2 separate regions of the Mus musculus genome follow, and region 2 is linked to region 1. A link is a contact called in public promoter capture Hi-C data. All regions are on one chromosome and are shown on one strand. The core of a region is the stretch at or near the end of the contact, and the rest is flanking DNA. Distances in the headings are between cores, read along the strand shown.

The links. Promoter capture Hi-C pulls out the DNA fragments that hold promoters and counts their contacts.
Region 2: a contact with region 1 is called in a promoter capture Hi-C map of hippocampal neurons, with 4 times the contacts expected there. The contact joins the enhancer-like site here to the promoter of Kif26b in region 1. A contact is called at or near these places in 8 of 39 promoter capture datasets (the 3T3-L1 cell line, frontonasal cranial neural crest, hippocampal neurons and 4 more), 13 of 484 Hi-C or Micro-C datasets (adipose-derived mesenchymal stem cells, cerebellum, cerebral cortex and 7 more), 3 of 115 datasets of contacts at active chromatin or transcription factors (embryonic limb bud, embryonic stem cells and forebrain) and 3 of 9 other capture datasets (adipose tissue, embryonic stem cells and liver).

Annotation. Positions count from the first base shown.
Region 1 is chr1:178,524,140-178,532,108 of GRCm38.p6, reverse strand. Kif26b (kinesin family member 26B) reads right to left here and starts at 2,984. Exons shown (of 15, transcript NM_001161665.1): 1 at 2,484-2,984; 2 at 1,319-1,720. The coding sequence starts at 2,546.
Region 2 is chr1:178,622,490-178,630,458 of GRCm38.p6, reverse strand. The region is part of intron 2 of Kif26b (kinesin family member 26B); the gene reads right to left. Among named protein-coding and RNA genes, the nearest start is that of Gm24405, 10 kb to the left of the region's middle. Within about 2 kb of position 3,393, at least 22 of the 459 cell types and tissues checked have an H3K27ac peak or open chromatin away from gene starts, as enhancers often do. A contact at or near this core is called in cerebellum, cortical neurons and hippocampal neurons, where this site is marked.

The DNA of each region.
Region 1 (7,969 bases), core at 1,735-4,234:
GCACCAGAGGAGCAAACAACAACACGAAGAACCCCTATGAGCATGTGACTTCAATGTTCTAAGATAATTTTGGTGGCCTGTGACTTATTAGGATTACAAATATCAGCCACTGTCACATCTCAAGCATCAGGATCTCTCAAATGTGTATCCATCAAGCCTCTCTCACCCCATTCCACAGTCCCTTCTTTGCAACACTTGACACAGACGAGGATACATGATGGACTGTGGATTCATCAGAAGATAAGCTCTCCTCAGAGAAGGATAGCGTCCAAGAGGACCTGCCGTCTCAGGGGCTGTACTTTGAACGGGGTGGGAAATCAAGTAATATTAATGGAAAAAAAGAAACTAGGTCTGTGTTTGGGGAAAGGTGTTAAATCAAGACAGTGTAAGGCTGAGAGAGGATCCTGGCCCTGAGATTTACTCTTGCGGTGTCCTGGAAGATTAATGAAGGAACGACAAAAATGCCAAATTGACAATAACCCAGAGTTAATTATTCTCGAGATTAAGTTCTAGATTTATAAAACCAATTCTCCCGGGAGCGACTTTTCCCGTTTTAAATTTTACAGCAGTCTATGGCTGTCTGTGTAATTGAAGCCTGGTATACAAAACATCCATGTGTGTGCATGGATAAGCAGAAGAGGCAAGCAGATGTGGCTACTCCTAAGCCCTGCTATTCGGAATCACAATATTTCATTTCAAAAGTCACAAAAAAATAAACCAGAAAATGTCATTGAGCAGTGTCAGCAACCTCCCCCCCAGTAATGCGGTTTTCTTGATGTTTTTCTCGAACCACTGATAAAAACTCTTTGAAGTGGATGAGTAAATATTATCATGTGATAGTACTTGGACCCAACTGTGCAAATACAACTGCATTGTGTTCCGCTCTGGGGGCTCCAGGCCGGTCAAACCACGCAGACGGGGTTGCTATGGAGGAACCAATGTGCTTATTAAATAAGCCCAGGAGCAGGTCAGGATGTAGCTCAGCTCTTACAGCGGGCCACCTCTTAATCTTCCTCACTTAGACACATGGAGTGTTAAGAGAGAAATGCTGGCTTTGGAAAATATGTTTCTGTGATGCAGGGAAGGTAGAGCCACAAATAAGCCATTGGAACCTGGAACTCGCAGCAGCTGGCTGTTAGTGCCCCCTTTGGCATGCTGCTGCAGACAGGGTAGGGAGAACCTGTATGGCTAACCCACTGGGGGCATCCCCTGGCGCCGCGAAGCCGGGTGCTCAGCTAGGGGCCTTACACCCGGGCGCCTCGAGGCAGCATCCTAAGGTGGGGCGCATCTTCCCGCAGAGCACCCCGCAGTAGCTCACCTTTCCCGGGAGGGGTCCCGGCAGCAGCAGCTTGAGAGCCTGCCTCTTCAGCTCCACCAAGCGGGCGTTACAGTTCTCGCACCAGACGCCGCGGTCGGAGCCGGGGGAGGAGCCGCCGCCGCTGCCCGAGCCAGGGGAGCCGGTGCCGAAGCCGGGTGAGCCGCCCAGAGAGCCGGGCGAGCTGGTACCAATGCCCGGAGATGCAGGTCCCGGAGAGCCGGTGAAGGAGCTCGGGGACGAGGTGCCCGAGCCCGGGGACGGGGTGCCCGATGAGCCCAGCGCAGAGCCTGCTCCCTCCGGGGTGGGCCGGCTGCCGGCGCGCGACTCCTCGTAAGCCTTGCGGTACCAGCTCTCAGGAGAGCAGGGCGCTGAGGGCTTGGTGGGCGAGCACATTTCGTTCACCTGCCGGAGAGACGCGCGGCGTCAGGCCCTGTAGAGCCATCAGTCCCCCGTGCGGCGGAGGGCTGGTGGGGGGGGGGGGTCGCCGTCCTGCCCGCACTGATGCAAACCTGCCCTCCATCTATCTCCATCCTTCAAGTGACCAATCCTTAAGGAAGTCCTGTCCCACCCACCCTCGCCAGAGTGACCCGCACGCAGGTCCCCCTCCATTCCTCCTGGGGTCAGCACAAGAGCTTGCGGGGTGTGGATATCCTGCAGCTTCTGCGAGAACACCCAGAAATCCAGCGCCCTACTCTTTCAAACCCGGTACCCACCCCAGCAAGGGCCTAGGTACACAGTCCTAGAACACCCTATCGCAGGGTGGGTGACTGTGACTTCTGGATGTTTACTCATTCGGGGAACAGCCCCCACCCCAGGTCCTGCAGGTAAAGCAAACGGGCTCCCCGCTCCAGGGCAGCGATCCGAGGGAAGAGCAGAGGAATTCCTGGGAAATGCTCCCCCTCGGCTTAACTCTGTCTGCAAGTCCCGAAATACTGCAAAAGTTAAGGGTGTGAGGAAAGGGAGGAACCAAGGGCTGAAGACATTCCCGTAGCCAGGCGAGCTGCAGACCCGCCTCCATGCACGCACGACCCCGCCGGCCGTGGGGACGCCGGTGCACCCGAGAGCTGGGGACCCTGCATCCGCCGCCGGCTCCCGGGAAGCAGAGGACACCCACTCAGATGAGTCCCTGGAAACGCATCTCCTCGTGGACACCGCCACAACTTACCCCGTATTTCTTGCCCCTGGTGGAGACCGCAAGCCTCTCTTTATTTCCGGCTACCGAATTCATGGTGGCTCTTCCAGAGGAAAGGGTCTAAATGTTCCCACAAGGCTACATCCAAAAGGTCTGCCAACCCAGACGCGTCCCCCCTCGTGGTAGGGGTTGGTCCTCAAGTCAAGATTTCTTAATGGGGGGTTGGGAAGAATGAAAGCAAATGGACCCCAGAAGTAATAGCACCAATTTGCAGGAAAGGTTGGAACGGCTGGTGGTTCTCAAATAATGGGTCTTCTCATCTCTCTGCCTCCTCCAGCCACGCGTCCTCTCTTCGCGGTCACATCCAGATCGCTAGCATTTTCCTCCACCCGGCCAGCGCGCGTTCTCCTCTAGCGGGGCCGAAACGGAGGAGGACGGCGGCGAGGACGCAGGGAGGCTGCAGGGAAGGTGGGCGAGCCCTCGCCGAGCCGAGCCGGCGGTGGGAACTTGCCTCCTTCCCCGAGCTCGCTAACTGAGTTCAAAGAAATTCTCCCAAAATATAAGGATCCAGACTCGGGGAGGAGCCACGGCGTGTCGCCGAGCCAATATGCGCCGTCCCGTTTTCTCCTGACAGTTGCGCGCAGGGCAAGGAGAGGGCGGCTGTACGCGGCCGGAGAGCAGCCCGCGGTCAGGACGCGTGTGTCCGTCCGGGAGCAGCGCGGAGCCTAGGGAACCTCAGCCCCGCCGCCTCGGAGCCCGCCGGGCCGCCGCCGCCGCCTCGCCTGCCGCGATCCATTTACGGCGCGGCGCTTGGGCCTGGCATCGCCAGGCGCAGCCGGGGCGGGGGTGGGGTCGTAAATCTGGCTCCGGGCGGGGAAGTTGCTGGCGAGGGGCCCACAGCCCCGGGCTCCGGTGCTATCCAGCGCGCGAGCCTGTAGCTCGGAGTCGGCCGAGCTGCGCTGAAACGCAGCACCCAGGCCTCCCCGCCCCCCTCCCCGAGAGCTGGTCTCTTCCTGGCAAGGCGTGCAGGTCTGCCTTTGAAAAGCCGTGCAAACGGATTGAGTCACAAACAAGTCCGCAAACAGGCCGGGACCAACCCCCCCGCCCTTTGTTCTCCCAGACCTGCCTGGCAAACCTTGTCTTGATTCGCCCTCCTAGCCCCAGCGGGCCAGGGGACCCTCCTCCCCTGGACCCCGATTTGAGCACCGGGAGCCTTGAGCCCCCCTTCCCGCGCCCGCCCACGGGCCCAAGCCCCTGTTAATGAAGGGAAAACCTCCCGAGACCTGCACAGGTGAGCCCGAGACCCAGCCTGTAGCTGCCAGGCTGGGGAAACTGAGGGATTGGTCGCGCCGAACGCGCGCGGAAGGACTGCGCGGGCCTGGAGAGGGGGTGTGGCGCGAGCTGATCGACCTCGGGGACTGGGATCGTCCCCTTGCCCCTTTGCACGGTTGCCTGCCAGCACCCGGACCTGTGGGATCTCCAGAGCACCCAGCTGTCGCCCGCTGTCTGATTCCCGTCCCCCGCCCGGCGCAGCGCCCAGGAGCGCAGGAAGCCGGCGTACGCCGGGCTCCACACGTGGCTGCTCCGGGGTGTCATTTTTCATTTCCCGGGAGGACATTTCTTCTGGTGAGCCGGCAGGTCTATTTTGTTGTGACCTTTAATTAACACCCCACGAGACGCCTCCTGCGGGACCAGCCGGGCGCGGAGATCACGTGTGGTGTAATGGCATCTGGGTACCCCGGAAAGACCTGGCCTGGGGCTAGGCGGGGGCAGGAGGACATTTCGGGCTTCCCTAGTCGCTGTCTTCCTTCAACATATGCAAGAGAAAGGAGGGGGCAGAATACAACAATTGGGGTGCTAGAACCCGGGGCAACGCCCCCCCCTCCTGTCTTCCTGTGTGAACCTTCGGCGCCTCCCGGGCATCGCCATCCCCGCCCAGCGCCCTCTGCAGCTGGTGCACCCCGGATATTTCATAGCCTCTAAAGCGAGGCGAGAAGGTCAAAATGAAGATGTTGAGAACACTGTGGAAGTTTCCATTACGTTCCTACTTCCAATTTCAACGCGATCATATCTGCCGAAGACCTTAGGGGGACTGGTAGCCTCCAGGCAGCCCAACTGCAGCCGCATCTGTATTCTGCCTAGGTGCCGCGGAAAATATCGTCGCCATTAGCTACGCGCGGCTTATCAGCCTCAAAGCAGCATGTGGCCAGGTGAAATGGACGAGCCCGTGAAGCCCGAAGTGGGAAAGGTGGGGTGTCGAAGGGAGAGCCATTGCGGAGCTGCACGATTCGTCCTGAAGAATGATGAGCCCTGAGATCTGATGTGCATCTCAAAATATCTTCGGTCCCCGGCGTTTGATGGGCTCGGAGCGCCCTCTGTTGGTGAAATTTTATAGATGGCGGCTCCTCAAGAGAGTTGATGTAAAATCTACATACAGTGAAATGCATAAAATTTAAGTGTAAAATTCCATGAGTTTCTATAAATAAATACATACACGAATATATCTATATATGTATATATATACAATATATATATACAATCTAATATATATATACAATCTAATATATATAATATATATATAATATATATACATACACAATCTAATATATATATATATATACAATCTAATATAGTCCCCAAATTAAGGTGTAAATTCTTCTCACTGACCCGCCCCCCCCCTTCCCAGCAGTCCCACCCCACATTAACAATTAGCAGTTACTGTTCCGGCCTCCATCACCACAGTTCACTTTTGACTGATCTTGATTTTTTATTTTTATTTATTTATTTATTTATTTTTGGTCTAGAGAATCCGAATATCTTTTGTGTTTGGCTTAACATGGTTTGGGGTTTCCTGTTACTGTTTGCATGGGTCTGTTTCCTATTTTGCTGTCTTACACGCCCCCCCCCACTTGCCTTTCTTTTTAATTGAATAATGTTTTCATATTCTCTGGTCCTTTGACTGAGCCCCTAGCTCTAATGACTCTCATATGAATCTTTGACTTAGCCTGGGCTGTTCAGAAGTAGCATGGCAGACTTCATTAAAATGTACACTTTTGGCAGTCCCAAGTCTATTTTACCTCTGTCCTTTGAGCTAATGGTTTAAATCTACACATTAAAAAAATCCTCAATATGATTGTTTAAATTATGTGTTAAACAATCTGTCTTCCCATAGAACTATGAAAATATGGTTCTGTTCATGTATTTACCCAGGTTTTTTGTTTGTTTGGTTGGTTGGTTGTTTGGTTGGTTGGTTGGTTGGTTTTGGATTGTTTGTTTGTTTGTTTGTTTGTTGCAAGTCTGGATTTTTCTCCTCCTGGAGAACCAAAATTCCAGCTAAATTCTTTTCTTTCAGCCTGGAGAACTCCCTTTAGCCTACCTGCCTGGCTGCCTGTCTTCCTTCCTTCCTTTCCTTCTTTCTTTCTTTCTTTCTTTCTGATTTATTTGTGTTTATTTTATAAGTGTTTTTGCCAGGGTGTGTGTGTGTGAGAGAGAGACGGGGGGGGGGGGGGAGTGCCATGTGCACAGCGGGTGCCTGCAGAGGCCAGAAGATGGTTACCAGATCTGGAGCTGCAGATTGTGAGCTGTCATGTGGGTGCTGGGAACTGAACCCAGGTCCTCTGCAAGAGGACCCATCTCTCCAGCCTCTCCTTGCTGCAACAAATACTCTCAGATTTGCTTATCTACCTTGCCTCTCCATTTAAGGACTCGATTAACTGGATGTAGAATTCTCAGTGGTACTTTTAGTGTTTTTAGAACGACTTCTCTGCCTTCGACCTGGGTAGAGGTGACCTGTCGTCGTCATGGGTGTTCCTTGGTCTGGTATGTGTTCCTTTTTTCCCTGGGTGCTTTGAAGATCTTCTCTTTACATTTTTCTTTCTTGGGAGTTTGACAAAGATGCTTCTGGGTGTGGGTCTGTGTTCATTCTACTTAGAGTTTGCTGAATTCCTAGAACCTGGAAGTGTGTATTAGTTACTATTCTGTTGCTATGACAAAATACCCTGACCAAAGCAACTTTAGAAGGAAGAGAGGCCATTTTGGCCTATAGTTTCTGAGGAAGTTATGGGGAAGGCATGGTGGTGTGAACAACCGATAGATCACACTTCATTCCCACGCAGGAAGCAGAGAGAAAAGAAGTGAGGCCAGCACACAAAGCCTCAAACCCTCCTCCCACCCCCAGTGATGCCTTTTCTCCAGCAAGGCTCCACCTTTAAAGGTTCTATAACCTTCCCAAACAGTGGCACCAACTGGGGATCAAGTGTTTAAATACATGAGCCTATGGAGAGCGTTTCTCATTCAGTTGACCATAAAGTTGATCTATAAAATTTTCACCAGGTTTGAGACTTTTTTTTAGGTATTTTCTTCATTTACATTTCCAATGCTATCTCAAAAGTCCCCCATACCCTCTCCCCCCCACTCCCCTCCCCCCCCCACTCCCATTTCTTGGCCCTGGCATTCCCCTATACTGAGGCATATAACGTTTGCAAGACCAATGGGCCTCTTTTTCCACTGATGGCCGACTAGGCCATCTTCTGATACATATGCAGCTAGAGACACGAGCTCCAGGGGGTAACTACTACTTATTCAAATCTTTTTTTTTTTAGATTTATTTATTTATTATATGTAAGTACACTGTAGCTGTCCTCAAATAGAAGAGGGCATCAGATTTTGTTACGAATGGTTATCAGCCACCATGTGGTTGCTGGGATTTGAACTCGGGACCTTCGGAAGAGCAGTCTGCGCTCTTAACCACTGAGCCATCTCACCAGCCCTATTCAAATCTTTTTACCACCCCATTCTGTGTCTTTCTGTCTTGCTGGGACTCCAATAGTGTGTATGTTGTCCTCATGTTCTTAGGTCATGACACATGGGTTACTGGCTCACTTTGGGCATATTCTCCCTGTTCTACAGGCCAAATCATTTCCATCGATCCATTATATGTCAACTGGCTCTTGTTTCTGCTGTTTAACCACTTGTAGAAGGAGTATCTTAGGTCTGTATGGATGTAGCGCCTGTCAATAATAAATCTGATCGCCTATGGGTTAGGCAGAAAATAGAAGGTGGGACATCTGGGAGGCAGAAAGAATTCTGGGATAGAGCCAGGTAGGAGATTCACTCTGGAAGATATGAGGAGCCTAGTACTTGATACCTGAGCACAGGTAACCAGCCATGTGGCAGTGTGCATATTAAGATAAATGTGTTATCTTAAGTTATGATTCTTGTCATAGAAGATCCTAGCTAAATGGCCAAGGTATTTGTGAATATATTTTGAGTCTGAGTCTTATTTCTGGGAACATGGGGTTAGGAGGTAGAACCAGGCCCCTAAATTCTACTCTGGTGGACATTTCCCGTGTGTGTGTGTGTGTGTGTGTGTGTGTGTGTGTGTGTGTCTGTGTGTCTGTGTGTCTGTGTGTCTGTGTGTGTGTCTGTGTCTGTGTGTGTGTCTGTGTGTGTGTGTCTGTGTGTGTATGTGTGTGTGTGTGCACATGCGCCTGTGTATGTATGTATATGTGTGTGCCTGT
Region 2 (7,969 bases), core at 2,144-4,643, 98 kb before region 1:
AGTGCACACACGACTGTACCGTTTCACCATGACACTATGAAGGACAGCCAAAGAAAGAAGTCTTCACAGAGTAGAAATAGAACCCACAGTACTAAGATGTGTTGTTTGTTTGTTTGGTTTGGTTTGGTTTGGTTTTTAAACACTCCTGAAGTCTCACAAAAGAGCTTATTAACTTGTGGTTCGCTTGATAACCAGTAAGTTGTCAGCCACCTTGGGCAAGGCAGCCTCAAGCAACTGCTCATGATAAGAGCGGGTGTGGCAAATGTGATTTTACTTTCAAAATGTTAGACACTGAGGTGGGGAGCGGGGCAGTGCAAACGTTTTCTGTGCACACAGCAATCTTGAGGATGAGTTTGGAATCCCCAGAACCCACATAAATGCTGGGTGGGTGTGGCAGCCTACCTTTAATCCTAACAGCAGGCTGAGACAGGGGATCCCTAGAGCAAGCTAGCAAGCAAGACTAGCCATGTCAGAAAACTCTGGGTTCCATGGAGAGACCCTGACTCAATGAATAAGGTGTAAAGCAAATGAGCAAGATTCCAGATAGAAACCTCAGAACTATTCACACACTCACATACATGTACACCTGTGTGTGTGTGTGTGTGTGTGTGTGTGTGTGTGTGTGTGTGTAGTGCACAAACATGCATACATGCCATCACTCAGACAGACAGACAGACACACACACACACAAACACGAAAAACTGAAAAAGAAAACTGGACAGTGGATGGAGAGCTAGGCCCACAATAAGTGCCTTTCAGGGATACCTGGGTCTTATTTAGGCTTTACTTGTCTGTGAGCTTCTGAAGAGTCAGGCTAAGCAAAGTTCTTGAAAAAGCAGGGAGCTAAGGGGTGCCCAGAACCAAACAGAAGAATAGACATTAGAGACAGGGTTGAATCTAAAAAATGGCATCAATTCCATTTTCTATCATTGGGTCAGACATGCCTTCCTGAATAAAAATATCATCTTCCAATCCACACATAAAGGAAATTTACAGAAATTTCTGCCAATGGCCATCAAGCCCTTCTCTGGTCTCGTTGAGCACTGGGCTGGCTGGAGAGGAGAGGGGTGCCCTTGGGTGTTTCCGGCCTCTGTGGTCAGAGCCCTCCAGTGGAAGCGTGTGAACACTTTACTCTTATGAAACTGAAATCACATCAGACTCGTTAGCTGGTATGCTCACTCAAAGAGCAGTTGTGCTGGGTTTTGTTTTAACTACCAACTTTACACAAGAGAGTCTCCCCTGAGAAATTATCTAGATCAGGTAGGCCTGTAGGAATACTTTGGGGGAAATGTCTCTATTGTTAATTGAGGTGGGAAACCACCCTACTTTCCTGAATACAGGTAGCAGAGTTTCATGGGCTGGTCCTGAACGGTTTAAGAATGAAGGATGTTAGCTGAGTCTAATGAGCAGGTAGGGAACATGGATGTGTTGTATAGGAAAGAATTATCTTGTGTATTGTATGGATGCATTGCCTGTCAACTAAAAATACCTATAGCCTATAGGAAAGGGTAGAATAGGAGGTGGGACATCCGGGAGGCAGAAAGGATTCTAGGCTAGAGCCAGGTGCAGGAGATTCTCCTGGGAGGATGTGGCGAGAGACACAGGTAACCGGCGACATGGTAGAACCTAGATTAGAATAAATGGGTTACAATACATTTTGATCTAGTCATAGAAGAGCCCAGTTATATAGCCAAGGTATTTGTAAACTTATTTTGAATCTGAGTCTTAGTTCTGGGAGCATGGGGCTGGGAAGAAGAACCAGGACCTAACTTCTACACCTTGTTTCTCTCTGCTCTTGACTGTGGAGGTGCTGTGACCGGCCGGCTGCCTGAGTCCCTGCCTCAACTTCCCCTCAGTGATGAGCTCTAGCTTGGAATCGGAACCCCTTCCTCCCTTAGCTGCTTTGAACTAGAATATGTCAGCACTGCACCAGAGATGGAATTACAGCATCAGGAAAACATGCAACGCCCCTGCGTGGTTCCTTCATCCCTAGAACGAAAGACTCCTTGTTTGTGCTCCCTGAAAGGTGACCGTGTGGCCCTGCTAGCTTCCCCACCCCTCGGGGATCCTCATGTGAAGTGGGAGGCAGCAGAGTTGGAGAACTTTCTAGCAGCCATTGACTGGAAAAGTGTCATATTTGCTAGGGGAAGGGACTGTACCTGTCTGAGGACCCCCACCGGGTCATGCTCCCTATGGTGTCATGCTTCGGGAGCATGTGACAATTTTAAATGCCTAGAAACTTGGTAAAGAGGGCAGAGGGTCCAGCATGGCTCAAATGCCAGTAGCTCCACTGTATTAATGCTTTCTCTGTGAGAGAAGTTTCTTCTCGCCTCCATCTTACTGAATGCCACACCCTCTTCCCAGTACCTTTACCTGACTCAATGGCCATTCTTTGGGTAGGCAAGCAAGAATTATCCAGAGGCAAACAATCAAAACATCCAGATAAATTCTGCTAAGATCCTATAAGTGGATGGAAGTTGATATACTGAGTTGTCAGGGCAGTTTCTGCAGTTAAGGAAATTCAGGGCTATCAGAGTAAAGCTTGCGCAAGGTCATCCAGCGTGTTAGAAGATATGAGTCTAGGTCACAGAATGTCCTGGCTTATCCCATCATATTTTTCATCCTGTAATGACCGTGTCCCATCTCTATTGTCACATTAGTCCTCCGTGTTCTGAAAGAAATAATAAAATTTCCTGTTATCCTGGGAAATCCTCAGAGGTTGACATAGGTGGACCCCAAGGACACTTGGGTTACAATGAGTGGGGTGACTCTCCTTGGTGTCTGTGTTCAGAGCAGCACAGTGGTGTGGAAAGGTGTGGAGGTTACGTTGTAATGTTTATAGGTAAAAAATCAGACAATGGAAGGCAGAGAACAGATAAGAATTTCTCTGCAATCTGATTCAGTGCTGTGGTTCACACACAGACTGTTGAGTCTTCTGCCAAATTCATCTGAGCAGTAAACAATGGTGACAATATCGGTGATGTAATGTTTCACCTCTGCTGAAGAACGCTCAGATGCTGTCAGGGCAGAAGAGAGCCTACAGGTTAAGATACAGGGTAAGGATTCCATCCAGCCCACATCCAAAGACTAAACCCTGAAGATTAAACCCTGAAGCACAACCAGGAAGGACAGCCAAAGCAGCTGGGTGGTCACACACTGTGTGCCCGGCTGTTGCTTAGACAAATACACAGCTGAAGAGAAGCCGGGACCATCTCCAAGAGAGAAAGCCCCGCTTTTGTCTGACAAAGCTGTGCTGACCCCAGAGGAACACACAATAGGAAATGAGAGTTGGACAGAAAATTGATTCCGACAGGAAACAGAATGATCCATGCTGAAGCTCGGCTCCAGGACAGATCATTGCAAAAACCCAGAGCAGCTGGGAGCCACCCTCCACTCTGCATACACTGCAGAATGGGCAGCAACGAGCAGCCTAGAGGAACATGGAGAGAGGCCACAACTCAGTCATCCCTGTGGATAGGCCAATATGATCTAGGTTTGGGGCATCTCTACCAATGGAAGGCTGATAGATGCCTGGCAGAGGACCCTGAAAGCCAGGAAAGCCTCTTTGAAAGGTAGGTGAACAGGCTGGAGAGAGATGCCTCCCTGGGTAAGGGTTCTTGCTGGGCAAACAAGACAATCTGAGTTTGGATGCCAGGACACATAGAAAACACTGGGTATGACCTAGTGCCCTATAACCCCAGCCCTGAGGGGCAGGCAGACAGGAGGCTCACTGGGGCATGCTGGTCACCAGCCTAGGACTTCAGCGAGTTCAATGAGAGACCCTGACTCAAGGGAATAGAGCAGAGAAGGGAGCAGGGCACTCAGTGTCCTCCGCTGCCTGTACACTAGCACAGATAAGCACACCCTTACACCACATGCTCACACAGCACACAAATTCATCATTCCTGCATGCATACACCACCAAATATAAAAAGAAAGAAAGCTAGGGGTGTAGAAATAGGGAAAGTTAGGTCTGAAGTCTTCAGCAAATGAAGCTGCACCAAAGAGAAGGTCTTCCAAAGTCCACGCAGCAGCTCCTGTGGTGGTGAACAATGAGGAAAGCTGCAGAAATAGGAAGGTAAGTAGACACAGCCATTCATGAGCCAGGCCAGAAGTCTAGCACTGCAGGACAACACACTGTCACCCAATCTTCTGCAAGTCTCTGGGGGCCATCACAGAAGTGTCCTTCGTAACATCTGCTGTCTTCCACGATCCCATGATCCCTGCTGGAACAGTGAGGACCACAGTTGTAAGGGTCACAGCAGATAAACAAGCACTTCAAGACCAAATCCACTCAGTCTCTCCTCACATCTCTGCCTCACTTTGTCAGGTCATTAAAATGGACCACATATACCACATGGACAGCATAGACAGAAAAGTGCTTCTGTGCCAGAGGTCAATCCCTAGACCCACCCATGGGGAACCCGCACAGTGGTTCTCACTAGTAATGCCAGGGCCAGAAGGCAAACAGCAGAGCCGAAGGCTCACTGGCCAGCCAGCCTAGTCTAATCAGCAGTCCCAGGCTGAGAGACTCTTCCTCAAACAAAACAAGACAAAGTGGGGGACCAGACAGCACATAAGAGTACTGGCTGCTCTTGCAGAGGGCTCAGGCTCAGTTCCCAGCACCTACGTGGTGGCTCACAACCATCTGTAACTTCAGTCAAAGGGGGATCTGACACTCTCTTCTTACTTGCTCTGTACCAGGCTTACATGTGATGCACATACATACACACATGCTTGTAGGTAAAACTCTCAGACATATAAAAGTAATTAAATTAAAAGATCAAAAAGAAGAGGTGGATGGTACCTAAAGAATAATGTCTGATATTGATCTCCACATGCACATATATCCACGCATGTACACATGTACCCCCATACATGCACACACACCCACATATGTGTGAATGTACACATACACACACACACACATAGGACCACATACAGACCCTTGTTACTAAAGAACGAATATATAAGGGAGTCTTATAAAGTCTAAATGGTCACTGTGATGTATCTAGGGAAGGACAATGTCTTCATGTGCCACTCAAAGAGATGGGTAATGCAGAAACTGTCCTCACTAGATGGAACTGTCTTTTTCCAGAGGCATATTGGGGTGATAATAAGTGTTCTGGATGTGGATCCAGAAGGTACAGCCTCAGATCTGGCTTTATCCGATGTCTGTTAGGCAGCCTTGCCCTCATCACTTAACTTCTCTGACCTCTCTTTCTCCCATGACATAGCTATTCAGTTCCCGCACAGAACTGCTGCAAAGACTGAGAGAGGGCAGGGATATAGCTCAGTTGATGTAGTTCATCCCCAACATGTAGAAAGCCCTGGGTTTGGTCCCCAGCATTGCATAAAAAGAATGGAGGCACAAACTGATATCCCAGCACTCAGGCATTGGAGCAGAAGGATGAGGGGTTCAAGGTCAGCTCAACTACCTAGCAAGTTCAAGGTCAGCCTGGAATACATAAGATCCTCTTAAAACATTTTTTTTCTGAAAGTGAAAGCGCGCGCGCCTGTGTGTGTGTTCAGATCCATGTATGTAAACATGCATGTGGAAGTCATAAGTCAGTATTAGGAATCTTTGTCAATCTCCGTCCACCTTATATTTTGAGACAAGGTCTCACTGAACCTGGAGCTCATGAATAAGGCTACTCTGGATAGCCAGCGGCCTGCCTTTCTCTCCAACAATGGCATTACAAGCATGCACGGCACAACCCAGCTTCCCCTCTGCCCCCATGGGTGCTGGGAATTCAACTGGGGTCTTCATGCTCACCCTGCAAGTACTTTACTAAGTATCTTCCAACCCCTAAAAGATTTTTTTTATATAAAGAGCATTTTGAAAATCCTTTTATAAGTTGATCTATATTTCTTTTCATTACTGCCTTCCTAGTGAAGTTCTTCTTGAATTACACATAAATTTGACTTGACTCCTTATGAAAGTTTGATCTGATGGTAGGATGCCAGACGGAGGAGGCAAAGCCAGTGTAGCAACAGAACTGCTCCTATTGAGCGGCATCGAGTGGAGGATCCTAACTCAGGGGGGAAATCAGAACTGAACATAAGGATCACCACTCATAGGACCAGCCCTGAAAAAAACAACAACAACAACCAAAAAAAAAAAAAAAAACAGGCTTTCCTATGCTAGTGTGGGGCAGTTATTAAGGCTAAAGATGATGGGGTAGGCTTTGCTGCAGAAATAAAAGGGAAAGGAAGGGGACACTGTGACCATTCACACGGTGCCACGGGCATGAAAGCTAAGCTCAAAGGCAGGCGAGGCAGGAGCTGGGGAGAAACAGGTTTCCTAAGCAATCCAGAGTCACAGTTGTGAAAACCACATAAAACGCCATCTGGCCTGCTGGATGGAGAGGAGCGTTAAGCAGGGGCAGCCTTCCAGTGTGCATGTTCTCATTTCTCCGAGACAACAGTGATTCTCCCTACCAATCAACTGTGAAAAAGTCACCCGGTCCTGGACGGTATTCACCATCACCAGGACTCCTCTGAGCAGCGAGCACTGGGGAAGGAAGCAACTGGAAGGACACAGGACACCTGTGCAGTCCCAACTGCCTCTGGCTCTAACCCCAGTCGGTACCATGGGGCTGTCCTCTGCTTTCCAAGGACTGTGTGCTTGTGAGCATTTCTATGCACTCGGTTTTTATAGGCACAGCTGACAATGTTCTATTCTATAGACTAATGTGGATACGTGAGACAGATACATACAATAACATTTGCCAACATCACCATTTTGGATGACACAGTTTAGTAGTGCTCGTATGGTTAATGCTCTTTAACCACCACCAAGAACCACGGCAAACATTTTTGTCTTCCCAACTTGAAACGTCCCACAGTGAACACTAACCGCTCACCCTCCACTTCCCAACCCCAGGACCCCTATTCCAGACTCTAGCTCTACAAACGAGTCTCTCTTCTAAGTGGAATCATGTGGTGTTTACTCTTTTGTGTCTGGCTTGTTTGACCAAGGTCTTCAAGGTTCATCCATACCGCGGGTGTCAGAATTAAAAACACTGAGTGATGGTCCTTTGTATGTACCTAGTGCATGCCATTTAACCATTTACCTGACGATGGATTACAGAGACCAGTTTTTACGTAGTAAATGAAGTTAAGATGGACGTTTTTGGCACTAATGTTCCCAGTTCACCACACATCCGCCCCAGTGGTGGCTGTCCCACCTCCCAGCCATGGGGCTATGAGTTCAGGAATAGCAGGAACCACAACCTCACTTAACCCTGTACCATTCTCACTAAGGGGGGCGGCAGTGCCACAGGGCAGGGATTCATAATGTCTGATAAAGGAGTAACTTGGGAGTAAAATTCTTCTAATTCAAATTATCCCATGGCTGTTCAAAAGATCTCATGTTAAGATGTGTTACTACTGCTGCTATCGTCTTGGTGGGTATAATTTTTGAAAGCAACACCTATTTTATCAGCCAGCGAAAAAGGCAGTGCATGGCGGTAGAAAGACTAATAATGCATGCTGCTGGCAAGATACGTGCTTGTCATCCTAACGCAACACCAGGCCTATCATAACATAGCATAGCATAACATAACATAACATAACATAACATAACATAACATAACATAACACAAAGGAAGAGTGAACATGAAGTCAGAAGGCAAGAACTCAAATCCTGTCTTGGCTTCATAGCTGCTCTTGTGACTTTGATGATGTCATTCTGTCTCTCTGAACTTATTTCATTTTCTTTCAAATGGAAATATCAAGAATCGTGTAAGCCAGGTGTGTGCTTCCTTGTACACACATAAAAGGAATACATGCTAAGCTGAAGTTTCTTGTTTGTTTGTTTGTTTGTTTTGTGTGTGTGTGAGATGATTTCTTTGGGTAGCCTTGGCTGTCCTTGAACTCACTTCGTAAAACCAGGCTGGACTCAAATTCACAGAGATCTGCCTGCCTCTTCCTCCTGAGTGCTAGGATTAAAGGTGTGCACTACCTC